Regions from separate parts of the Pan troglodytes genome. Here regions 2 and 3 are each linked to region 1. Evidence: chromatin contacts called from public capture Hi-C data. All regions are on one chromosome and are shown on one strand. Each heading gives the region's core, a stretch centred on a gene start, on an enhancer-like site or on the middle of the called end of the contact. The rest is flanking DNA. Distances are from core to core; before and after follow the strand shown.

Evidence for each region. Capture Hi-C pulls out chosen DNA fragments and counts their contacts.
Region 2: a contact with region 1 is called in a capture Hi-C map of stem cell-derived neural stem cells, with 4 times the contacts expected there. The contact joins two enhancer-like sites. A contact is called at or near these places in 2 of 7 Hi-C or Micro-C datasets (blood and stem cell-derived neural progenitor cells), 1 of 1 datasets of contacts at active chromatin or transcription factors (stem cell-derived excitatory neurons) and 1 of 1 other capture datasets (stem cell-derived neural stem cells).
Region 3: a capture Hi-C map of stem cell-derived neural stem cells shows a contact between it and region 1, with 4 times the contacts expected there. The contact joins two enhancer-like sites. A contact is called at or near these places in 1 of 1 datasets of contacts at active chromatin or transcription factors (stem cell-derived excitatory neurons) and 1 of 1 other capture datasets (stem cell-derived neural stem cells).

The regions. Positions count from the first base shown.
Region 1 is chr20:33,740,867-33,744,988 of NHGRI_mPanTro3-v2.0_pri, forward strand. The region is part of intron 5 of ZNF536 (zinc finger protein 536); the gene reads left to right. Among named protein-coding and RNA genes, the nearest start is that of ZNF536, 430 kb to the left of the region's middle. Within about 2 kb of position 2,200, at least 1 of the 24 cell types and tissues checked has an H3K27ac peak or open chromatin away from gene starts, as enhancers often do. A contact at or near this core is called in stem cell-derived neural stem cells, where this site is marked.
Region 2 is chr20:32,821,389-32,825,510 of NHGRI_mPanTro3-v2.0_pri, forward strand. LOC104003328 (a long non-coding RNA gene) reads left to right here. Exons shown (of 5, transcript XR_010153570.1): 2 at 1-370; 3 at 1,679-1,836; 4 at 2,579-2,644. Among named protein-coding and RNA genes, the nearest start is that of C19H19orf12, 8.4 kb to the left of the region's middle. Within about 2 kb of position 1,998, at least 15 of the 24 cell types and tissues checked have an H3K27ac peak or open chromatin away from gene starts, as enhancers often do. A contact at or near this core is called in stem cell-derived neural stem cells, where this site is marked.
Region 3 is chr20:33,019,558-33,023,679 of NHGRI_mPanTro3-v2.0_pri, forward strand. The region is part of intron 1 of URI1 (URI1 prefoldin like chaperone); the gene reads left to right. Among named protein-coding and RNA genes, the nearest start is that of URI1, 4.8 kb to the left of the region's middle. Within about 2 kb of position 1,929, at least 4 of the 24 cell types and tissues checked have an H3K27ac peak or open chromatin away from gene starts, as enhancers often do. A contact at or near this core is called in stem cell-derived neural stem cells, where this site is marked.

The DNA of each region.
Region 1 (4,122 bases), core at 950-3,449:
CTTTTGTCATTGGTAAAAACTTGCTGTCCGTAGAAAGAGGCAACACATGACACTGTTTCATCTTAAAAAATACTGAACTGGGTAAATCCTCCATCCAAACAGATGACCAAGGTTGGTTGTTGTCCCAAGAATGTCAATCTCTGCTCAATTTAGCGAGAAATCATGTTAAATGAAATGGCAAAGCCCTCACCAATGAAAATATGTGTTAAAATGATCTGCAAGTCGTCAGTGACTCTGGGACGTTGGAGCATACTGTCAGAGCAGAAGCAAAGGAGAGAATGGAAGCATATAAATAGCATTGAGAACTCGAGAATATTTCAAGACAATATTGATGTCTAAAATATATGTGAATGACTGCATAATGATCGAGGCAGACATAATTCAAAGTACAGTCAGAATCTGGCCTCCAACTCAGAGCTTTAAATTCTCCAAAAGACATCTGTTTGCTGAGAAAGCCTCACCAACAGCTGCGCCACATAAAGGGGAGAACCCGGGATAAGGTTGGGAGTTGGCAGGTAGGGGAGCCTCACAGGGGTTAGGTGGGGTCCTGGAGGGCGGGCGCCCACCTTCACTCCACAGGTACCGGAAGCGGGGCTGCTTTGGACAAAGGCGAGGGAGGTGCCTGTATTTCCTAGAACCAGGTAGCAAATGTTGCCTGTGTGTTTCATCAGAAAGCGCCCCAATTTTCAGCATCTCCAAAGGCCCAGTTGGGCACTGTGCCTCTTGGATGCTGACAAGAAGATTCGACGTTACTTCTCTGGTCCTTAACTTTGTTTACCCAGCTGCTATTCTTCCGATACTTAACTCTTTCACCTTGCAGAAAGCAAGGGGGAGGGAGGAAGGGAAGCTCCAGGTGTGATTTTTCAGAACAAAATATAATGCTGTGATTTATTTTTTAAAAAGAGAATAAGCACGAGGAAATTGAATAGCATCCATTTCATGCTTAACCGTGGTTCACGAATGATAGTTTGTAATTAAAATGCTGTCTACAAACCTATTCTGCAGACCCCAAAAGAAAACTTCCTCAGAATGTTATCAACTCTCCAATTTCTGTAAAGATGCCATATTTTCAGATTTCAAAGAGAGGATCTCCTTTTGAAAATAAAGAATTGTTGGGTATCGTATGAGCCTGCTAAGTACAGCATTTTAAACCCACACTGTGTTGAAAAATTCAAGAATTTGGCAGTGACCTTAAGGCCACAGATAGGATAATGAAAAATGGGGAGATGAGGGCAGTGTCTAAAGGAAATTCTCTTTTGTTCTAACAGAAGCTTTGTGTGTGTGTGGCTTAAGCAAGTGGTTCAATAGAATTTCTTTGAAACAGAAACAAAAATGCTAAGAGCTGGTTACAAGTACTCTGGTCTTCTTTTCTCCTTAAAATGCAGGAAGAATTTTTACCTCTTCTCATGAATCTTGTCTGCTGAAATGTCTCAGTCTTCATGTTATGTTTACCAAGGCCAGGCCAGAGGATCTGATAATTTATAACCATTCCTATTGGGTTTTATGTAATAACTTTGGAACTCATATAAAGTAATGATCCACAAACTCTTTTAATGTTCATTATAAAATATGAAATATTTCTCAGAACCATTGCAATTATGTGACCAGACATAACTGTTTCACACATGAGTAAATACAGGGAGGTTTAACATAACTTTATTATCTTGCTGTCTTTTCTTCTCATTGATGTGATAATACTGTTTTAATATTTTTCTAAAGAAAAGTTAAGTAATTTTAGAATCTCTACTGAGGCCCGCTTTATTGGCTTTTGTAATAGAACTCTCAAATCTAATTGTATTTATGCTCAGACTGACACCACTAAATGTCGTGAATGGAAGGGAAATGCCCCCCAAAGCTGTGTATTCTGTAATTATCGATAGATGTGTCTTTGCTGACGAGGCCTGGGGATCTGGGGAGAGTCGCGGAAGTAAAGCTGAGATGGCAGCAGGCATTTCCACCATCATCCTGAGGCCCCCATGGATGCAGAGAGGTGCTTTTCTAAGGAGTGAATGAGCCCCGTCATTCTGTAGGACTCACCAGGAAACTTTTCCCCCTTTACTGTGTGTGCTGTGTCTGCCTCTCCTGGGTCTGGAGTCAGTAGCATGCAACTTCTAGTTTCGTAGAAGGCTGATCTCCGAAGGGAATTTTCCTGGGCTTCCTGTCCTAGTGATCTGAGCTGAGTGGCATTGTTCCGGTTGCTTGACCTTCACCTGGGGCGTGGGCTTGGGGTCATCCCTGGTGGCTGTAAAGTCTCCTGCAGCGATGGAAGCCAGAGAGGGATTATTCTGGAAACCAACTTCTTACTCCCCGTGTGGGCAGTGGAAGCTGTAACACCAAGGCGGGGAACCCAGTGACAGTGCTGCATCCACTCTCCATGCCCCGTCAGAATCCAGGATCCTCCCAGGACTGAATGGCGGCTATTTCTAGCCTAGTAAGGTTGGGTGGAAAAGATTAAACATGAGGGAAGGTGCCGTTATCTGGGCATTTCCAAGTCCTGGAGAGGAGAGAGGGTTTCACCATGCTTGACTCTTTTATCTTACTTGTTTTTAGACAAGTGTTTCTCAAAGTCTCATGTGCAACCAGATCCCCATGGATCTTGCTATGATGCAGATTCTGACTCAGTAGTTCTGGGGAGGACCCTCTATCCTGCCCTTCAGCTCCAGGGTCATGGCTGTGCTGCTGATCCAGAGACCACACATTAGATCTGGGTGTAGCATCTGTCTTCTCACTGCACATCTGCTTTCGGGGAGACAAGCAGACACAGGGCATGGAAGGTTAGGTGGGGCCCTCTGAGAGGCCTATGAGTGCAATGAAACTTGAAGAGTGGCCTGATGGCTGGAGCCAGCTCACAGTTGTGTTTTGTTTGACTTGTCCGATATTACACTTTTGCTTTCAATTGGTTGCACACAGTTTAAAAATGAAAGATTTTTTAAATGTACAAATCCAGGCTTTCAGGTTCTCTTGAAAAACTAGAATGTCTGGGACAAGAGATAGAAGAGAGGTGGGATCCGCTCCCTTAGGAGCAGAGGATGGAAGAGAGGTGGGAGCCGCTCCCTTAGGAGCAGGGGACGGAAGAGAGGTGGGAGTCACTCCCTTAGGAGCAGGTGATGGAAGAGAGGTGGGAGTCACTTCCTTAGGGAGGTGTGGCTCTTCCCTTCTCCGCCAAGGGGTCCCGCCCAGCCTGCCTTGCTCATAACACAAGAGTTTGCAGACAGGGAAGTTAGACCCCAGGAAAAGAGGGTCACTTCCCTGGCACACACAGGGCATGTGCAATGGTGGAGGCTGCGTGCCCCCCTGCTGCTGGCTCTTGTCTGGAGTTTGCTGGAATGGAGAACTCTTGCCCCATCAGAACCCAGGATTCACCTGCGTGCTTTAGCTCTGCCTTCTGGCAAGTGCCATCTTCCTCTTTGAGGAGCTGTTCCTTAGCTCTCTAGTTCTCACAAGCAAGCCACTAGAGAGGGTGCAATTCCCAGCTAATTAAAGGTCTTGAGATCCTCCCCTCCCTGTCGCCGACGCTCCTTTGAAACAAGCGGGCTGCATAAGAAGTCTCCCTGGCTGCTACCTGGCAGCAGGTGTGAGCCAAGGGCTGGTGCCCAGGCTGCGTGGGGCCCAGTGGGGAGGGAGCCTGACCTTCACCTAGGTACATCCAACAGGTGTGATCGCCCGGCATAGTAATCACCCAGTTCCTAGGTGGGCAGTATTGGGGATCATCACAAAATCTGGAATGTTCATTAGTGCATGCAATCATCTGATCATCATCCCACTTGGCCCTCTTCATTCCTCACCACCCCCCTTATTCACCCCTCACCACCCCCCTTATTCACCCCATCCCCAGTCTCTCCTGGAAACTGGTGGGTTGCGTTGGAGTCAGATGTGGCAAAACACAGCCTAAGTCAACATTCGTGGTTCCTAAAGCGAAAGAACTGTGGAATGCTTGTATTCAAAGATTTCTCCATGACTGCACCTGGTTGAGTGATGAAATAAAGGTGAAACCAAAAAGACCTTTCTGCTTCCCTGGGCGGTGGCTATCTAGGTCTTTAGTTCTTTTAACCGGGCGATTGTTGCTGTAATGGGTCTCAGTGCTACTGGGGCACTGACTGAGGCTTGTTTTTTTTCTGCATG
Region 2 (4,122 bases), core at 748-3,247, 920 kb before region 1:
CTGCCTCCCAGGTTCAAGAAATTCTCTTACCTCAGCCTCCCTAGTAGTTGGGACTACAGGTGTGTACCACCATGCCTGGCTAACTTTTTATTTTTTATTTTTTTAGACGAAGCCTCGCTCTGTCACCCAGGCTGGAGTGCAGTGGCACAATCTTGGCTCACTGCAACCTCTGCCTCCCAAGCTCAAGCAATTTCTGGCAAATTTTTGTATTTTTAGTAGGGACGGGGTTTCGCCATGTTGTCCAGGCCGGTCTTGAACGCCTGATATCAAGCGATTTGCCCTCAAGTGACCCACCCACCTTGGCCTCCCAAAGTGCTGGAATTACAGGCATGAGTCACGGCACACGGCCGACAAACTATATTTTGAGAAGGTAAATACTAGTGATCATGAAACACTAATACTAGTGATCATGAAAACAGAGGAGCTGAAACTTCTAGGCACATTCAGGCTAGGTCACATCCTATTTCAGGTGGTAGCTCCACCTTGAAAAGCAGGGGGCTGGAGATTTTCTTGGTTAAATTAGAGGCTGCAGACACCCGCAGCTGCTAGAGGCAGAGCTGGGATTCAGGAATGGGCTTGCTGACTCCAACAGTGAAGGTCTCCCCCTCCAAGAAGACCCCACCCGTGGGGAAGGGTGACCCTCAAATCTTGGACATCAGGTCCAGCTTTCGGCCCAGTTGACTTTTCCACAAAGGAAGGATTTCAGGGCTCTGAGAAGTCCCAGAATATCTGCCCACAGCAATCTAGCATCATCAGAACCCACCTTCACGTGTAGCCACCGTGTCTCCTTGTTCCTGGTAATGCACGCTCCCAGGCTCAGAGTCTGGAACTGCTGATGGAGGGGCAGGTTCTGGGCCCTGCAAAGAACCGAGGCTCCCCAGTCACAGTCTTCGATTAGACAGAGCCCCTCCAGTTCTCAGACGATTTCTTAGGCTACCCCGAAAATAGAGAGAGGAAGGGACCTGCCCTTGATCACACTGTCAGTAACACAATCAGAACAGAAATCTAGGGCTCTTGGCCTTCAAGCCTCTGTTCTTCGCTTAACACACGGCTGGCAGAGATGGGGAGACCTGAGAGGGCCCTGAGGGTGAGGGCATTTGCACTGGGTGCAGAGCGCCTTTGGAAGGCAGGGAAGTCCAGGAAGGTAAACACACACACACGTTGTAAATATGGCGAAAATCAGAGAGGAGGAAATGTCAGGGACTCCTCCAGCACGGAAAACATCCTGATAGTTTGGAGCGCCGGGAAGAGTGGGCACCTTGGAATCTGCAAGGCGTTCTTTTGCGTTTCACCTGCAGTGGGGTGGGGTCTCTGGGGTCTGCCCTCCCTCCTACTCTACATGCATTACCCATCTTATAGCCGGGCCGTCCCTGCAAAATTCCAGCTGCATGGGGGAACCACACTTCTGACTTCAGAATGAAACCAGTGTTTTGCACACATTCGTTCCTCAGTCCCCTTGCTGGGACCCTTCTCTGTTATGAAAGCAGAGATCCCACCCGAATAGGGTGACTTTGGGGCGATGGATTACCTTTGGCAGGTCCTGTGGGTCAGGAATTTAGGGGTGCAGCATGGGCCCACAGCATACCCAGTAGCCAAGGAAGACCCTCCCCTACCCGAGGCTCAAGCAGGCGCCAGGCCCCAAAACCTCACTCCTCTCTGGTCTAAATCCCCGCCGTAGGATTTTATTTTTCGGTGCTGAGGTGCTTTGCTGGAGGAGCTGCCAGGAGGAGCTGCGCGGGGCAGGCCCGGGGGACCAGAGGCCCTTGCTTTAGCGGCGGCCCTGCGTGTGCCAGAGGCTTGCAGAGTGATCTGAGCACGCCAAGAGATTGCTGTCAAGTAAGCTCCTCCACAAATCTGCAGAAACCTCAAAGATTACAGCCCTCGCACGGCGGGAGCGCAGCGGCTTCCCATACGCCGGCAGACAATGGGGCGGAGGAAGGAAGGGGACGGCGGCCTGGGGACCCCCGCGCCCGCAGCACGTGCACCCGGCCTGCAGCGCCCGCTTTACAGATCTTGTCGCTCCACCCCTAAAACAAAGGCCCCGGGGCCCCATCTGTGCCGGGCGCGGGGGAGGGCGCCGCACTTGCTGCCCGCCGCGTGCAAAGCGAGCCAGACAAAGGGCTCAGCCCTGCAGACGCGAGCAGTGGGGAAATAATTAAGCACTAAGGAAATATTGTATGTGGATTTGAGACCAACGGGAAACGCGCTCCCAAACAATGCTCGTTGTTTGCACCGAGCCGCTTTTCTGCTAAGTTTCATCAAGTAATTTGCATGCCATTTCAATAAAATTAACGAATTATGGTCGAGTTTTTTGTTTTATTGACCTAAAATAAAAATCTTCCTTTCCTTTATTATTGAAATAATTCGCCCCCCATCCCCCCCGGCCCCCATCCTCTGGGAAGGCTGCTGCACAGCGCGCCAAGGAAATCTGTCCTCCCAGCCAGACCCCAGCGGCCTTTCTGCTGCGCTCCACAGCTAACTCCCCGGAAACCCTGCGTTTGTTCTGGCTGCCCCCTTTGACTGTGGCAATAAATAGAACTTCAACCCTCTCACTTTCTTATGCCTGCTTTTCTTACAGTGAAAGCACCAGATTTCCGCGTAGGAGGAACTCGGGGGCAACGATGCAATTGGAAGGCACTGGAAGGTAAGGGGCTTCTCTTAAAGCTGCATTTGCAAAGCGAGCACACTGTTTGCTAAGGTTTTATACTGCATCTTTTAAAAAAGATAATGTGGGGCCTGGCGTCGTGGCTCACACCTGTAACCCCAGCACTTTGGAAGGCCTAGGAGTTCAAGACCAACCTGGGTAACATAGTGAGACCTCGTCTCTACAACAGATTTAAAAATTAGCCGGGTGTGGTAGCCTGTGCCTGTAGTCCCAGCTACTCGGGAGGCTGAGGCAGGAGGATCACTTGAGCCCAGGAGTTTGAGGCTGCAGTGAGCTATGATGGCATCACTGCCCTCCAGCCTAGGAGACATAGCAAGACCCCATTTCTTTAAAAAAAAAAAAAAAAAAAAAAAAAGACTAAGAAATCATCACTAATTGGTATTATTAAGGAACAACATCAGTATCACTGTAGTTGTTATTTATTGCTGCATATCAAATGCAAAACTTAGTGGCTTAAGACCAATATCCTCTCTCACAGCTCCCAAGGGTCAGGAATTTGAGAGTGCTGTAGCTGGGCGGTTCTAGCTTGGGCCCTCTCTTGAGGCTGTAGTCATCTGAAGGGGTGCTTGGGCCTGGTGATGTGCTTCCCAGAGGACCACTTTCTCATGTGGCTGGGCTGTTGGCCATGAGGCCTGAGTGCCTCAGCAGGTGGGGCTCTCCACAGGCTGTTCCAATGTCCTCTTGATGAGGAAGCTGGCATCCTCCAGAGGGAAGGATCCAAACAACCAAGCAGAAGCCACAGCGTCTTCATGATCTGGCTTAAAGGTTGCACACCATCACTGCAACACCCCTACACATTCGTCCATGTGGCTGGGACTGCACAGAGTCATGAAGGCTGGTAGGCATGGATCACTGGGGCCAACTCAGAGACTGGTTACCACGAGTGATTATCATTAATATGATTGGGTAGGGCTGTTTCAAGTGCCTGGAGGAGAGTATTATACAGCTAAAGCCATCATTTCTTGTCTTTCTAGTCAATGCAAACAAAAGTGGTCAGTTACCTTTAATGGTATTCCCAGAAAACAAACATGGACTCAGGGCCTTCCCAGTGCCAGCTCCCCCTTCAGACTGGGGAATAGAATAGTAGCCAAGAGAGATAAGGTCCCCTTCTGGCATCCCTGACTTTTCAGAGAAAGAAAACCTAAGTGTACGCATGAACACAGCAACCAGAGCTACAATAGTATCGAGACAGTGCTGCCAAATGGGAAGTACAGGCCAGGTTTGGTGGCTTACGCCTGTAATCCCACCACTTTGGGAAGCTGGGGTGGGAGGATCGCTTGAGGCCAGGAGTTCAAGACCAGCCTGGGCAACATAGAGAGCCGTCACTACAAAAATAAAAAATTAGCTGGATGTGGTGGCGCACATCTGTAGTCCCAGCTACACAGGAGGCTGGGGCAGGAGGATCGCTTGAGTCCAGGAGCTCAAGGCTGTGATGAGGTATGATCGTGCCATTGCAC
Region 3 (4,122 bases), core at 679-3,178, 720 kb before region 1:
CTTTTTGCAGCCTCAACCTCCTGGGCTCAAGTGATATTCCTGCCCCAGCCTCCTGAGTAGCCAGGACTACAGGAATGTGCCAACATGCCTGGCTAATTTTAAAAAATTTTTTATAGAGAAGAGGTCTCACTATGTTGCCCAGACTAGACTTGAACTCCTTCCCTCAAGTGATCTTTCCGCATCAGTCTTCCAAAGTGCTGGGATTGCAGGCATGAGCCACCTCACCCAGCCTTAGAAATGTTCTGTTTCTTGACCTGAGAGCTGGATATACAGGCTTGCTCACTTTGTGAAAATTCACTAAGGATTTGTGCACTTTTCTGCATATGTGTTAAACTGCAGTACAAGGTTAAAAGAAAATGTGTGAAACGACCTATACATTGCAAAGGAAAGGCCAGGGTGTTGAGCTTGACCCACCTTGGGGATGCTCAGAGAAGGCTTCCCTGGAGAGGGGTCTGGGTCAGGTCCTGAAGGAGGAGCGAGGGATGGGGGTTGGGAAGTTTTGTGGCTCCCTACCAAGGGATGACGTGCCTGTCTGGCAGGAGCTAGGCTCATGCATGGCTCGGGAGGGCACCTGCTTGTACTGAGTCTGGCTCTGCCTGGGAGCTTGAGGATGCGAATGAATTGGAGACACAAAGACCAGCTTGTGGGGGCCGTGGACTCCACTCTCTGGGCTCGAGACTCCAGCTGCAGTGTGGAGGACAGCCTGGGGTGGGAGATGGGAGGCAGGGAGACCCTGCAGAGGCTACTGGACTTCCCAGGTGAGCAGTGATGGTGGCTTGGGCTGGGGGAGTGTAGACAGGAGAATGGATTCTGGAGACTTTATTCCAGTGGTAGCTGTGGTGGTCTTCACATAGGATCACAAATTCCTTGGCATTTGTCCCATCAAGAGATGAAGTCTAATTTCATCCCTCTTTTTTTTTTTTTTTTTCTGAAATGGAGTCTTGCTGTCTTGCTCAGGCTGGAGTGCAGTGGTGCAATCTCGGCTCACTGCAACCTCCGCCTCCCAGGTTCAAGTGATTCTTCTCCCTCAGCCTCCTGAGTAGCTGGGATTACAGGCACATGCCACCACACCCAGCTAATCTTTTATTTTAGTAGACACGGGGTTTCACCATATTGGCCAGGCTGGTTTCGAACTCCTGACCTCAGGTGATCCACCTGTCTCGGCCTCCCAAAGTACTGGGATTACAAGCATGAGCCACTGCACCCGGCTTTTTTTTTTTTTTGAGACAGAGTCTCACTCTGTCGCCCAGGCTAGAGTGCTGGAGTGCAATGGCGTGATCTCAGCTCACTGCAACCTCCACCTCCTGGGTTCAACCAATTCTCATGCCTCAGCCTCCCCAGTAGCTGGGATTACAGACGCCTGCCATCATGCCCAGCTAATTTTTGTATTTTTAGTAGAGATGGGGTTTTGTTATGTTGGTCAGGCTGGTCTCAAACTCCTGACCTCAAGTGATCTGCCCACCTCGGCCTCCCAAAATGCTGGGATTAGGCGTGACCTACGGTGCCCGGCCTAATTCCTTCCCTCTTGAATGTGAGCTGGCCTTAGTGACTTGCTTCTGATGAGTAGAATGTGGCTGAAGGGATACTACACGACACTCCAGGCTAGATTAGAAAAGGCCATGCCACTTCTGTCTGGCTCCCTTGGAACTCAACAGGCGTGCTGCAAAGAAGCCCAGGCTATAAGCCAAGGCCACATACAGGTGATCTGGTTGACTGCCCTACTGAGATCCCAGGTGACAGTTAATCTCAAGTCCAGATATGTGCAAGCAGAAGTTTTCAAGATGACCTCAGCTGCATGAGCCTCTGAATGAGAGCTGCCCGGCTGCCTGGCTGGGAGCGGTGATTTTTGCCACTGAGTTTGGCTGGTTTGCTAGCAGCAAGAAAACAGCAGCCTAGGCTGTTTCGAGGAATCACTAGAGAAGCTTAAAAACTTCCCACCGCCCAGGTCACGCCCAAGCATTATTTTTCGGAGCTCCCAACATGCGTCCAAGGTTGAGAAGGAGTGCAGGAGGCCAACCCTGAGGCCCCTGAGCCTCAGTGGAGACAGCAGTCTGGGCCGATGTCACGAAACGCCCCTTTCCTTTCCACCACCTCCCTTCACTCAGCTCTCTTTTGTCCCCGCCCACTTGTTTCCATCTTCAGTTCCTGGTAGATGAAAGGGATCCATTTAAGTGGCAGGGACTTTGAAATCAGTGTGTCAGTCCCTGATGCTTGTTTATTTTCAAAGCAACATAGGAGGATGGATGTGGAGGGGAAGCGGGGAGGCTCTCAAGGGCAGTAGTGGGAATAGGATTGCCAGATAAAATACAAGAGGCTGTATTAAATTTGAATTTCAGATAAACCATGAATTTTCTTTTCGGTAGAAGGGTGCTCCAAATATTACATGGACATACTTATACTAAAAGATTACTTGTTGTTTATCTGAAATTCAAATTTAATTGAATGACCTATATTTGTATTTGCTAAACCTGGCAACTCTAAGTGTGAAGCCAGGTCAAGGTGACATCCAGAACTCATTTAGGGACATTTGCAGACTCCCAAGTTCCTTCACCAGCAAAGTAGGAAACCTCTCAGGAATCTTCAGGCTCTTCCTCTTATTTAGAGAAAGTGAGGCTCCAAGACAGGAAGTAACACATTCAAAACAGGCAATTCTTGGTTTGCACATTATCATGGTCACTAAACACATGTATATTGAAACCGTGTTCTTGCTTTGCTGCTATGAATATTTGCATAGAGGTTTTTGTATTGACACAAATTTTCAACTCAGTTGGGTAATGCCTGGGATTGTGATTGCTGGGTTGTATAAGTCTATGTTTGACTTTGTAAGAAACTGCCAAACTGTCTTCCAGAATGGCTGTACCATTTTATCTTCCCACCAGGAATGAAACAGAGTTTCAATTTCTCTACATCCTTGCCAACATTTATTTTCCATTAATTAAAAAAAAATTTAAGGCTGGGTGCGGTGACTCATGCCTGTAATCCCAGCACTTTGGGAGATTGAGGTGGGAGATTACTTGAGGTCAGGAGTTGGAGACCAGCCTGGCCAACATGGTGAAACCCCATCTCTACTAAAAATACAAAAATTAGCGGGGTGTGGTGGCAGGTGCCTGTAATCCCAGCTACTTGGGAGGCTGAGGCAGGAGAATGGCTTGAACCCAGGAGGTGGAGGTTGCAGTGAGCTGAGATAGTGCCACTGCACTCCATCCTGGGCCACAGAGTGAGACTCCATCTCAAAAAATTAAAGAAATAAAATAAAAAAATAAAAAATAATAGCTATCCTAGCAGCTGTGAGATGGTCTGTCATTGTGATTCAGATTTGCATTTCACTAGTAATTAGTGATATTGAGCATCTTTTCATGTGCCTATTGACCATTTGTATATCTTCTTTGGAGAAATAGCTATGCAAGTTCTTTGCTCATTTTGGGGTTTTCCATGAAACTCCTACAACTCAACGACAACAAAAAAACAGTGCAATATATATATGCTTGATATTAAACCCTTATATATAAGATACAAGATTTGCAAGTGTTTCTTCTCGTTCTGTGTGTTATCTTTTCACTCTCTTGACAGTGTCTCTTTTTTTTTTTTGAGACGGAGTTTTGCTCTGTCTCCCAGGGTGGAGTGCAGTGGTGTGATCTCAGCTCACTGCAACCTCTGCCTCCAGGGTTCAAGTGACTATCCTGCCTCAGCCTCCCAAGTAGCTGGTACTACAGGTGCCACCCAACACCAGGCTAATTTTTTGTATTTTTAGTAGAGATGGGGTTTCACCATGTTGGCCAGGCTGGTCTTGAACTCCTGACCTTAAGTGATCTGCCCACCTCATCCTCCCAAAGTGCTGGGATTACACGCATGAACCAATGAGCCCAGTTGATAGTGTCCTTTGATGCATAAAAGTTTTTAATTTTGATGACATCCAATTTACAGTTTTTTTCTTTTGCTACCCGTGCTTTTGGTGGCCTATTTGAGAAACCATTGCCAAATCTAAGATCATGATTGCCCCTATGGTTTCTTCTGAGTTTGACTTTAGGTCTTACGTTCAGGTCTTTGATCAATCTTGAGTTAATTTTTATTCATAGTGTAAGGCAAGGGTCCAACTTCATTCTTTTGCATGTGGATATCCAG